Regions from separate parts of the Mus musculus genome. Here region 1 is linked to region 2. A link is a contact called in public ChIA-PET data. All regions are on one chromosome and are shown on one strand. The core of a region is the stretch at or near the end of the contact, and the rest is flanking DNA. Distances in the headings are between cores, read along the strand shown. Region 1 holds the start of Fancc (Fanconi anemia, complementation group C). Region 2 overlaps Aopep (aminopeptidase O).

Region 1 (6,029 bases), core at 2,963-5,462, 210 kb after region 2:
TTTCGTATTATCTGATTCTCAAAATACTCAATATTATTAATATATATGATGTATAGAACACATTTAAATAATAAAAAAGTTAAGAAAAAAAGACAAAAGACAACCAAGGCAACAAGCAGTTAACACATCAAACAGGTAGAAATGTCTCACCTCCAATACCTGTCCTAAGAATCCACAACAACCTAGCTATAAGCAAGTTACCCCAAACCCCAAAAGAGCTCCGAGAGACATTAAGCCCAATGCCTCCACATTGTACTGAAGTTGAACAGAAAATATCATATGAAAATTACACATAAAACTGTATTCACAGAGTATATGGCATCATGTACTCTGTGAATATATATATATATGCCTATGAACTCACAAAGAATTAAAACCCACTGAAAGTAAACAACATCAACAAGGTTCCAGGACACAAGATCGACATACAAGATCAACTACATTTGTATATAGTGGTATCAAGCAATTAAACAATAAAAATTTTAAAGCAATTTTTATGTTTGTAAGTATAAAATATAAAAAAGCCTGCCAAGCGTGAGAACACACCTATAGTTCTGGCACTCAGGAGCTAGGTAGAAGACTAAGGAGCTGAAGGCATCATTCCTACACAGTATGAGGCTAGCTTAAGACACATGTGACCCTGTCTCAAAAAAAATTAATAATCTTCAATATAAATGTGACCAAAAGGGCAAATCTCATATACTAACACTTACTAAGAACACTGAAAAAAAATGATTCTAAACAAATGATAAGGGCTGGCAAGATGGCTCAGCAGGTAAGAGCACTGACTGCTCTTCTAAAGTTCCTGAGTTCAAATCCCAGCAACCACAAGGTGGCTCACAACCCTCTGTAATGAGATATGACGCCCTCTTCTGGTGTGTCTGAAGACAGCTACAGTGTACTTATGTATCATAATCAATAAATCTTTGGGGCTGAGGGAGCAGGGACTGAGCAAGCGGGGACAACCGGAGTGAATGGGGTTGACCAGAGTGAGCAGAGGTCCTAAATACAATTCCCAACAACCGCACGAAGGCTCACAACCATCTGTACAGCTACAATGTACTCATATACATAAAAATAAATAAATCTTTTTTTAAAAGTGACAAGCTAGTGAACAGTCATATTGAGATTACAATTCTCCCAGAGAGATTTGTAAGTTTGTTTAACATAATGCCTCTCAAAAGCCATCATAGCAGTGCTTTAGGGAAATACAAGCTGATGCTATAAGGCATGTGTAAATGTAAGAAACCCACTATGGTAGGTGTCACTGAAAACAAGTGTTGATGAGGATGGATCAAGACCCTCACACACTGCTGCTGGGAATGTAGATGGCCACACAATTAAATTTACTACATAGCCCTGCCCACCCACCCCACCCCACCCCCAAAATCACATAACTGTTATTCTTAATGACTAAAATAATCTCAACCTAAATGTCCATCACCTGGAAATCCAAACACGGAACATACAATATACTAGTCATCAATAAACAGGACTAAACGACTGATACATGCTACTACCTAGGTGAATCTCAAAATCATTATGTTAGGGGGAAAAAGCCAGACACAGTTACCTATTTCATATTATATAAATGTGAAATGTCTAGAAGAACTTCCAAGAAAAGGTTAATCTATAGAACAAGAAAACAAACCAAAGGCTGTCTGAGACTGAGTGGAGCCAGGATTGGCCACAGATTTGTGAGTCTAAAACCATTAAAGTCATGCAAAGAATTCTGAGTCTGAGTTCCGGCCCCCACTGACCAATTCCAAATTCATTTCATAGCTTATAAGTGAATGTAGCCCCTCAGTGATGGGCAATTTCCAAAAGCTAAGTGTGATGGCCCACGACTGAAGCCCTGGCTCTCAAAGACACAGGCCTGACCTCTGGATTTAAAGCCAGCCTGACCTGACGATATGGGAAGACCCATTGCAAGAGGAGAGTGATTTGTACAAGGACTCTTTCTTCTCACAGCAGAAAAGGCTCAGAAAAAGGATGATCAAGGCCTATTAGAGACTCCTCATGCCAAGGAACAAGAAAAACTTGTATCTCAAAAGGAGGGGATGATTTAAGAGTGGGGCACACGCCTTTAATTCCAGCACTTGGGAGGCAGAGGCAGGCAGATGTCTGTGAGTTCAAGACCAGCCTGGTCTACATAGTGAATTCCAGGACAGACAGAGCTACATAATGAAACTTTGGAAGTGATGGGGCAGCACAACACTCAAGCACTGTATTGTTACCTAAATCTGTGAATCCTTGTATTCTCTTTTCCAATAATACTAGATTTTCAGTAAATCACTGAAAATTAATTCATTTATGTCTAAGAGAAGACTTTCATATTAAAAAGTTAGCTAATCAGAAACCATAAACACCACCAGAGAATATGCATATCATAATTACATTAAGATTTTTAAGGAGCATTTCGGGATGAATTCTAGCCTGACCTGAGGCTCTACCACTCCTGTTATGGTTCTATCACTAGGATGAAATTCCTTGGGGCCTCTCTGTGGCCTAGAAAATCCAACCAACTTCCTACTGGCCAGGATGGCCTCCCTGAAGTAGCTTTTATAAATACAAGATTGGTGTAATTCTTGCTGGAACTATTTGCCAAAATATGGAAGCAGTTAAGAGCCCCATTCATTTAAAATGTGCATACAGCTTCACATGGACAACAACATACGTGCCATGACCACTCACACAAGGGAACACTGAAGAGGGCTGGGGAGCTAGCTCAGTTGATAAGATGCCTGCCATTACAAGCATGAGAACATGAATTCTATCCCCAGAACACACGTTCGTTGCTGTGTGTGCGTGTGTATTTAAGGTTTTAAGTGTGTGGCCCACATTTGTCATCTCAGCAATGGGGAGGCAGAGAAAGGCATAACCCCAAGGGCTTGCAAAGTCAGGTGACCTACAAGCCAAATGTGATGGGTGTGAGGAGAGGCGGGGGACGAATAAGGAGGGAAAGATGGGGCACTCCTGACACCACCTCTGGCCTCTACATACACACACATAACCGCCAGTTGTTCAATTGTGAGCGTTAAATCTGCCATTTGGAAGCACCCTAAAGGCGAGGGCCATCCACAAATAGGTATCTCACGTCGGTCACACCCGCTTAGATTAATTTAATGAGGGATGGGATTTTTCGAATCATCTCATACTAGAGGAAAAGTCCAGGCACACAGAGGTCTTCAATATCATTGGCCTGTTCCAAGATTTTCATCCAGCACCCCCTCCAAGCCCAAGCACCTAAAAACTGTTCCAGTAAGGCAGCAAGACAGCAAGACACAAGCATTAAACACTCTCAGGCCTTGAATGGGCCTCTGGGCCTGTCACTCAAGCAGCTGTGGGAGGGCGATCTTGAGACCCTGAGCAGAGCTGCTCTAATGGATGGCGAGCAATAAGCTTCACCTTTGCCCCAGTCCTTCCAAAAGTACCTGCGGCTACGTTGAAACCAGAGGGAGAGGATTTGCTTAAAACAATAAAAATAAAAATAAATGGGGACGAAGGGTAAAGGACAGATGCCTCTCTACCATCGCCGCGAGCCAAGCTCACCAAGCTTCACCTTGGGCCTTAGACCCCACCCCTCACTGTCGGTCCCGCCCCGCCGGGCTCATCTGCGATGGCGCAGCCCCCCTCCGGCTCCTCTCCCTTGTGGAGCGGCCCCTCTAAGTCGTGCGGGCTCCCGCCGAGATCAGTTTCCGTGTGGTCACGCCCACCGCGTCTGTCGGCCACTGCCAAGCTGGGTTCAACTCCCCGATTAGCCACGCCCCTCACCGTCGGCCTCACCTCCCACCTGGCTCTAGCCCCGCCTCCCGCCAGGCCCCGCCTCCTGCCGGGCTATATCTTCCCCCCCCCCCAACCCCCCACATCCCGCCCCGCCCTCCCGCGGCTCGCACCCGCCCACCGTAGCTTCTCACCGTCCTGCCTCAGCTCCACCGCGCCGCGGGAGCGCGGCTCGCCCACGTTGAGACTCGGGCGCACGTTCTCGCGAGTCTTCTCTGCCCTAGCAGGAAACGGCGGTCTTCCCGGGTGGTCCTCACCCAGAGCTGCCTCAGCAGACTGGGCCGCGGCGGAAAAGAAGCCACCGCCCGGCTTCTGCGGCTTGAAAACTTGGCACAGCCTCACGGAACTTTTTTTGTTTTGACGTGTTTGGAATTTTCCCGCGGCCGCAAGGGAGTGGGGCTGCGCGCGCGCTCGCACGCACGCGCAGTGCACTCTGGGGCCCAGCGCGCTCCCGCGGCATGATGGGAAGATCTGAATCTCTCCTGGAGGAAGTGGGCGACTACGGGCTATAGCTAACTCGCGGCGCCGAGTGAGGGCTTTAGAGAAGAGAGAGCCCTGGAATGTGGTTCTTGAGAGACGGGAGTTGCCAGATAGGTCAAACTCCACATAGGGTTCAAGCCTGCTGGGCCCAACCACAAACGAGTTTTGTCTGTGGTTAGTGATCGCTCCAATCCCTAGTCAGGCCCATGTACTGCTTAGTTCAGGTTCAAATCGGTTCAAAGTTGCATTTACGCCACATAAGTGGAAACTTCTTGTCAAGTGAGACATGGCTTATCTTTTATTCTTGAATTTTTAACATTACATTTGTGTGCATGCCAGGTGAACCTAGAGGTCAGTTTGTGGGAATCAGTTCTCTCACTAATGCAGGTACCCAGTCTTCAACTTGGTGGTAGGAGCTTTTACCTGATGAGCGAGCCATCTTGCCAGCCCTTTCTTAAAGATTTTCAAATTTAGATCTGCATGGTTATTTACAGATGTTTGAATTGGGGAAGAGTCAGGATAACCTTAAACTTTTAGATTTTTTTGGTTTGTTTGTTTGTTTCGAGACAGGGTTTCTCTGTATAGCCCTGGCTGTCCTGGAACTCACTTTGTAGACCAGGCTGGCCTCCAACTCAGAAATCTGCCTGCCTCTGCCTCTGCCTCTGCCTCCCGAGTGCTGGGATTAAAGGCGTGTGCCACCACGCCCGGCTTAAATTTTTTTTTTTAATTAGTGCCTAAGAACCATTCGTTGTAATAAGACCACAACTTAGTGCCTTAAAAATAACATGTAGGGAGGAATATATGCCTGTAATAAATAGCTCTTATTTAAATACTCTGTTGCAGGATATTTGATCATACTGTGAATCCCGAGGTTGTATACTAGAAAAAACTATCTCTACACGTGTGGCTTAGCCCTAGCACACTCCTTTAATCCACGATCTTTCTGTTTATTGTAAATTGAATTTGAAAGAGAAGAATAAAGACTAGCCGAAAGACATTGGGTTGTAGAAAAACAACTGCTGAATTAGATTACCTGTATGCTTTAATTAAGGGAGCGGTGTAACAGATAGCTTAGCCATTAAGAGCACTGGCTGCTCTTCCAGAGAACCTGAGTTTGAGTCACAGCATCCACATGGCAGCTCACAATTATTAGTAACCCCTGTCCAAGGGATCTGATGCCCTCTTCTGGCCTCCTTCGGCACCACACTGCACAAACATTAATAAGTCATAATATCCACACACACAAAATAACAACATCAAAATTTAAAGGGAGACCCCAGGGGAACCTGATCCCAAAGTAACATGCCCTGCTTTATGGGATCAAGTGGCATCAAGCCTTTTAATATGTCATTTTAGTCAAAAAAAAATAGCACGTTTAGTGAGACAAGTGTGAATGACACCTTAGCCCTGAAAAAGCCATATAGTGACAAATTTTAAGATTTTTGTTTGTTAGTCTTTGTATTTACCAGCAAAAACAATGTGGAACTAGGTTTGTTTCTTGTCTTTTAGAGTGAAAGTAACCATTTTGGTACTCATATTTGTGTATACACACACACACACACACACACACACATATATATATATATATATGAAAAAAAGCTACCTGGAGTCAGACAACTCTTTGTGTCTCTGGGTGTTAGGAGTCTGGCCAGTCCTACTTTGTAAGTTAGCTGTCCAATGAAAGCCAGCCATAGGGAAAGCACCATGACTCTCCTCACAAGAACCTGTTTTAGGAGAAGTTTAGAAAACCCTTCCTACTTTGGAGG
Region 2 (5,953 bases), core at 1,853-4,352:
CTGCTGAAAAATATTGGCAACTCTACTGGAAGGCTTAATCACTCCAGCCACTTCTAAAAGATTTACTGCATTTACCACATAACAGGAATCTGACACAATATTAAGGGGTTCTAAAAAGGTTTTTAAAACTTCTAAGACCACTAAACATTCTACCACTTGAGGTGAATTTTCATTATATTGTTTGGATACCACTTTACCATTAGCCACATAGGCACCTATGCCAGTTTTTGATCCATCAGTATATACCACAATCCCATTTTTAAGTGGGTTTCTTACTGTTATTTGTGGAAACACAACAGATTGATTTTGGGCAAACTGTAAGATTGGATGCTTTGGATAATGGTTATCTATTTTTCCTGAAAAGGAGGTAACTAAAACTGCCCAATCATTAGATGCGGCTGCCAAGGTTTGAACCTGTGCAGCGGTATAAGGTACAATTAAAAGATATGGACTTTGCCCAAAGTGGGTGATTGCTGCTTTTAGGCCTTTAAGGGCAAGCTGTGCAATTGCATCAGGATACCAATCTATTATTTTAGCTGGGGATACGTTTGGATGGATCCACAACAATGGCCCATTTTGCCACAAAACTGCAGTTGGCAATTGTGCTGTCTTAAAGACACACAAACTGAAAGGCTGCGAATCCTCAATACGTTGTAATTGTGCATTCTGTAAGGCCTTTTCTACCTTTTGTAAGGCCTGGTTAGCAGCTAGAGTAAGAGTCCTAGGGGAGGAGATATGAGGATCTCCTTCTAAAATACTAAACAAAGGCCTTAACTCAGCAGAAGGAATCTTTAAAAAAGGTCTGAGCCAATTAATATCTCCCAACAGCTTTTGAAAATCATTTAAGGTATGGAGGTGATCTCTTCTTATCTCTACCTTTTGGGGCACAATCTTATCTGGGGACACCACAGAGCCCAAGAATTGTCCTGTATCAGAAATTTGGACCTTTTCTGTGGCTATCTGTAAACCCCACTGACTTAAAGTTTTAAGTAGAAAAGGATATGCCTTTTGTAGCATGGTAAGGTCTTTATGGCACAGGAGGATGTCATCCATGTAAAGGAGCAAAATTAAAGAGGGGAACTGTTTCCTCACTGGCAAAAGAGCTTTTTGTATATAAAGCTGGCACATTGTAGGACTATTGGACATCCCCTGTGGTAAGACCTTCCATTGATACCTCTTATCAGGTTTAGCAGAATAAGCTCTCTGACCCGTTAACAAGTCAAAAGTCCAATCTCTCTGCTCTGGAGTTAAAGCAGCAGCGTTTGCTCGGGCCTGCGCCTGTGCCGCCTCCTGCCACAGAGCTCGCCATTCCACATATTTGGCCATACTAGGGAGAGCGGCTTTTGCAATCATTTGCCAGTCGGCAGGAGTTAGTGCCATGCTGGCAAGCCTGTCTAACTGCACCAAGGTAAAATTAGCATTGATTCCATATTTAATCTGCACATATTCTACCGGAGCGTGGACACGCCCACCCTCGGCTCCTTCAAAGACTGGAAATGTCTGTTGTATTTTCCTTTGTTCCTCTCGGGGAATGAATGAGTCTGCGCACTGCCTTTCTGCGCACTGCCTCTCTGCGCATTGCTGACGCACTACGGGCTGACGCACTACGCAGGGCGGGGACTCCGCATAGGGCGGGAGTGCACCTGGTAGCCGATTGCCCTGAGGCCAATTAGCAAACTGGCCTTCGCCAGCCGCTTTTGGCTTTTTTCTTGACCGATTAGCTGGCTGGTAATGGGCTGCTTCTTCCTCCCAGTCTGTTTCCTCAGAGGAGGATTCTTCATCTGCTTCAGAACTACTAAGAGCTGGCTTCCTGAGCTCATCTAGTGACGAGTATCTCCTAGAGACCTCCGCTAATCGATCTTTTTTCTTCTCCCTTTTTCCTCTTTTTCTTCTAATCTCTCTCCAGGTATTCCTACCTAACCTTAACTTTTCCTCGGGTTCAAGACCCTTGGAAAGGCCTGTATACTTACCGTTTCTCCTTGTTCCTACTCTCTCTCTCCGCTTTACTTCTGATAGACTGTCCTGAATTTCCTCTAGAATTTTTAGCCCTGCCTTAAGCACTATATAACATGTGAAAAGGAACAAAAGGGCTCCTAACACTAGAAAAAGTTCAAGGCCAAACATACCTGGTAAAGCCATTTCTCACTTCCGTTCCCCAGCTGATGAGTTCTGAATTCGGCAGTTGAATCCTTCTCAACAGTCTGTGTTACGGGAACCTTATAACCTTGATTCGCAGTTCTGGTTCTGGAATGAAGTATCCCTCCTGCGCCAGTCCGGAGTTTTTTCTCGTCCCGGATTTTCTCGTCCCGGGTTTCGGCACCAATTGTTATTAGACGCGTTCTCACGACCGGCCAGGAAGAACACCACAGACCAGAATCTTCTGCGGCAAAGCTTTATTCTTACATCTTCAGGAAAAGAGAGCAAGAAGCAAGAGAGAGGGAAAAGCAAGAGAGCGAAAAAGCAAGAGAGAGAGAAAACGAAAACCCCGTCCCTCTTAAGGAGCATTCTCCTTCGCCTCGGACGTGTCACTCCTTGATTGGCTGCAGCCCATCGGCCGAGTTGACGTCACGGGGAAGGCAGAGCACAAGTAGTCATAAGATACCCTTGGCACATGCGCAGATTATTTGTTTACCACTTAGAACACAGGATGTCAGCGCCATCTTGTAACGGCGAATGTGGGGGCGGCTTCCCACAGTCCTTTCCACAGCTTCTTCAAATGCCATGCTACTCAGCCGAGTCACTTTTTCATTTTTAGTTTAATTTTCTTTAACTTTGGCATTTATAGTTCAGTACTCAAACTTGTTTACCAGGCTATTATAGCTACGTACTACAGGCAGAGCAGCTTTAACAGCAATTTGATTTTCTTACAGCTTTTGAAAGTTGGAAATCTAAAGTCACAAAGTTGGCTTTTCCTGAGGCTTCTCTCCTTGGCTAGCAGATAGCTTCCCTCCCCACCCCTCATGTGTGCATGCCTGTGCATGTGTGTCAGTGTCTCACACACACATTCGTATTTCTGCCCCTATCTCCCTGTTGTAAGGACACCTGCTACACTGGATTAAGGCTTGGACAAGTGATTTTATTTTACTGTGATGAGTCCTACCTCCAGTACAGTCATTCTGAGATACTGGAGGTTTATGACATCAACCTGAGAAGAGACACAGCTCAGCCCACATCAAAGCTCACCACCAATTTCCTGACAAGTTCCAAATTTCTAGGAAATCTTCAACACAATAAAGGTCACTAGCCAGCCTCACACATTTTAACCCCATGGAGGAATACACTCAGAGTAGTTTTTGGTCCCAAATGATGCTGATTACTTAGTCCAAAAAAAATAAATAAATAAAAATAAAATGAAAAATAAACCAACCTGAAAGTCATGTCTGGTAAAATAAATAAGAAATAAAGGAAGGGATTGTTCTTCTATCTCAGAGAGATACCTGTACTGGCATTGTGTGTGCCCTGTTCAAGGATCCACTATGGCCCATCCTGACACAAGGCCCCTCAGTATAGTAGGAAGCACCATCTTTGCTGAAATGACCCTTCCCATCCCATTGCCTTTCCTGTGCCCAGGTGTCCTTCTTCGTGAGGGGCTGTGAGTGAAGGAAAGACGAAAGAAGCAGTGTTTCCCTTAAGTCTCAGTGAAATTCAGCAGGGAAAAGTGCATACGTAAATAATCAACCTAAACCAGAAAGCAGCCCAACAGCTAGCTTTACAGAGCTCTTGCTATGGAAAGCACAGAGGCTATGGGGATACTGGAAGCTGGTTCCAAAGGACAGGCAGGTTTGAGGCAGAAATCGGGAAGAAACTGGGTGAGGGGGGAACTAACGTGCCCATGTGAGCTGTCAGGTAACCAAAGTCTGTGATATGCTATGTCAGAAACAGGGCTGACACGCAGAGGATGATGGTTCCTGATTCCTGCTGGGAGAGGGGCCATAGTAGCCCTTCTCCATCAGCCTCACACTTACCCTCTGCCCCTCCCAAAACCACGTGTACTGCTCCAGTGATAGAAGAGTAAATTGCTTTTAAATTACTGATAGACTCCACCTTGTGATGTGTTTGAGTCATGATCTTTCCCTTCCAGCCTCCATTATGAACTGGTATGGGGTTGCTTGTTATGTGTGGAGAGCAAGATCTGCCAAGGTCTCCGTTAGTAAGGCAGGACGCAGGTCCCATAGGGACTTGTGATGCAAGGCTCACCAGAGGCTTTTGATGGTATAACAGTTGCTTGAGTGACTATTTCACAGCATGGACAGGTGGGCCAACAGGCCTGTTGGAAAGATAACTTCCTGGGTGAAGGGTTATACCTTTCTCCTCCTCAATAGGATGATGTGATTCAGTGCAGAGAAAAGTTAGACTGACTCTTGTCCCCTTAGTTTTCAACTCGGAACTTTCATGTGTAGAGTTGTTCATTTGCACTGATACTTAAAAAGTAGCATTAAATCTATGTGGCCAATAGTATGTAGCTAGAGCGCACATGGGCTGGACGGGGACTCCTCCACACCCACAGGAATCATTAAAGAAGGCATGGGAAGGAGTGGCTTAGTTGGTAAACAACATGCTTTATGAGTGATCTCCAGAACCTAAGAGAAAATTCTAGGTGCAGTGGCCCCTAGGCTTATTTTATTATCTGAGGCCTGGGGAGTCAGAGACAGGGATCCCCAGAGCTTTAGAGCCAGACAATCTAGACTAATTGGTCAGTCCCTGCTAGAAGAATAGCTCCCAGTGAGAGGCCCTATCTCAAAGGAAGGGAACTGCCTTCATGAAGACTCCAAGCCTCCACAAACATGTACATATACACACATATGCGCCACAACTGCATGCATGCATACATACATACATACATACATACATACATACATACATACATATGCATTAAAATGAGTGAGTATACAGCCTTGGAGAACAAGTCAAATGGTTGAAATACAAATTGTGTAATGCCCAGATCCTGGCAAGGATGGGGGAAGATCCCCAGAGAATTTGATGGTGGAGTGAAACTGAAGGCCTGCATCCTTAGGACCTCAGATTGAGCACTACGTGTGTGTAGGTGGACATGTGCTGGTAGAGGCTTCATGTGTGCCGGGCATGCATCTTACCCCTGAGCTGCTTCCAACTGACCATGTATTTTTAAAGTCAGCTCATAGGACTTATGTATGATTCATGTCAGAATGGCTTTCTTGGTCAAAGAGCATTAGAGAACTTTTTTTTTTCCTTGAGGGGAAAAAAATGGAAATTCTAAACTAGGCCAAATTGATGCAAATACTTTCAGACATGTGGCACCAGAGGAGAGAAATCTAGTATTTGTTTAGTAAACTGAAATAAATCTGTTGTGCCTTTTGAAGCAGAAGGAGAAGGAGGCAAGGACAACTAGCTTTGGGAAGATGGCGTCATATTCCTGTGGCCCCACTGAGAGGCAGACACAGGAGGTTACAGTACACTAGGGGTGGTCTTGCTCTGTATAATAGTAAAGCCCAAGCAAGCTAAGGCTGTGAACTAGAGCCTCTCTCCAACAGAAGAGAGAGATGGATTTGATAGTGAGTGGTTCAAATGATTTATCAAAGAGCTAGGCTGACTCCCTGCTAGAATACCCCCTTGCACTTGGGTCAGAGACCACGGGCCATCAGGATCACGGCGCAGCCTAATTAAAGCTCAGGCTCAGCCCACTTCTACTCTCATGAGTAGGTCTGGAATTGGTTGATAGGAACTATAATTATGTTATCCTCAGAAATGGCTTTTGTTAAACATTCCTTTTCTAAGTACGTTCTAAACACTTGGCATCCTTCGATTTCATATTCTTCACATACTTGGTCCAGATACTTGCTGTGATGTTTACTTTGTTCAAGCACAACAGTGTATCCATGTGCAGTGTGCTGGATATCAGGTGACAGACTCTGCCAGTGAGCTCAGTGTGTTTGATCAGCAAGGCACAGAGGCCTCTGCCCCAGAACCGGACACC

Evidence for each region. ChIA-PET counts read pairs in DNA pulled down with a chosen protein or histone mark.
Region 1: an RNA polymerase II ChIA-PET map of memory CD8 T cells shows a contact between it and region 2, with 20 read pairs. The contact joins the promoter of Fancc here to the enhancer-like site in region 2. A contact is called at or near these places in 5 of 484 Hi-C or Micro-C datasets (CD4 T cells, embryonic stem cells and natural killer cells), 3 of 115 datasets of contacts at active chromatin or transcription factors (effector CD8 T cells, embryonic stem cells and memory CD8 T cells) and 1 of 9 other capture datasets (adipose tissue).

The regions. Positions count from the first base shown.
Region 1 is chr13:63,427,533-63,433,561 of GRCm38.p6, forward strand. Fancc (Fanconi anemia, complementation group C) reads right to left here and starts at 4,213. Exons shown (of 15, transcript NM_007985.3): 1 at 3,918-4,213.
Region 2 is chr13:63,220,454-63,226,406 of GRCm38.p6, forward strand. The region is part of intron 11 of Aopep (aminopeptidase O); the gene reads left to right. Among named protein-coding and RNA genes, the nearest start is that of Gm16907, 74 kb to the right of the region's middle. Within about 2 kb of position 3,103, at least 37 of the 459 cell types and tissues checked have an H3K27ac peak or open chromatin away from gene starts, as enhancers often do. A contact at or near this core is called in effector CD8 T cells, memory CD8 T cells and natural killer cells, where this site is marked.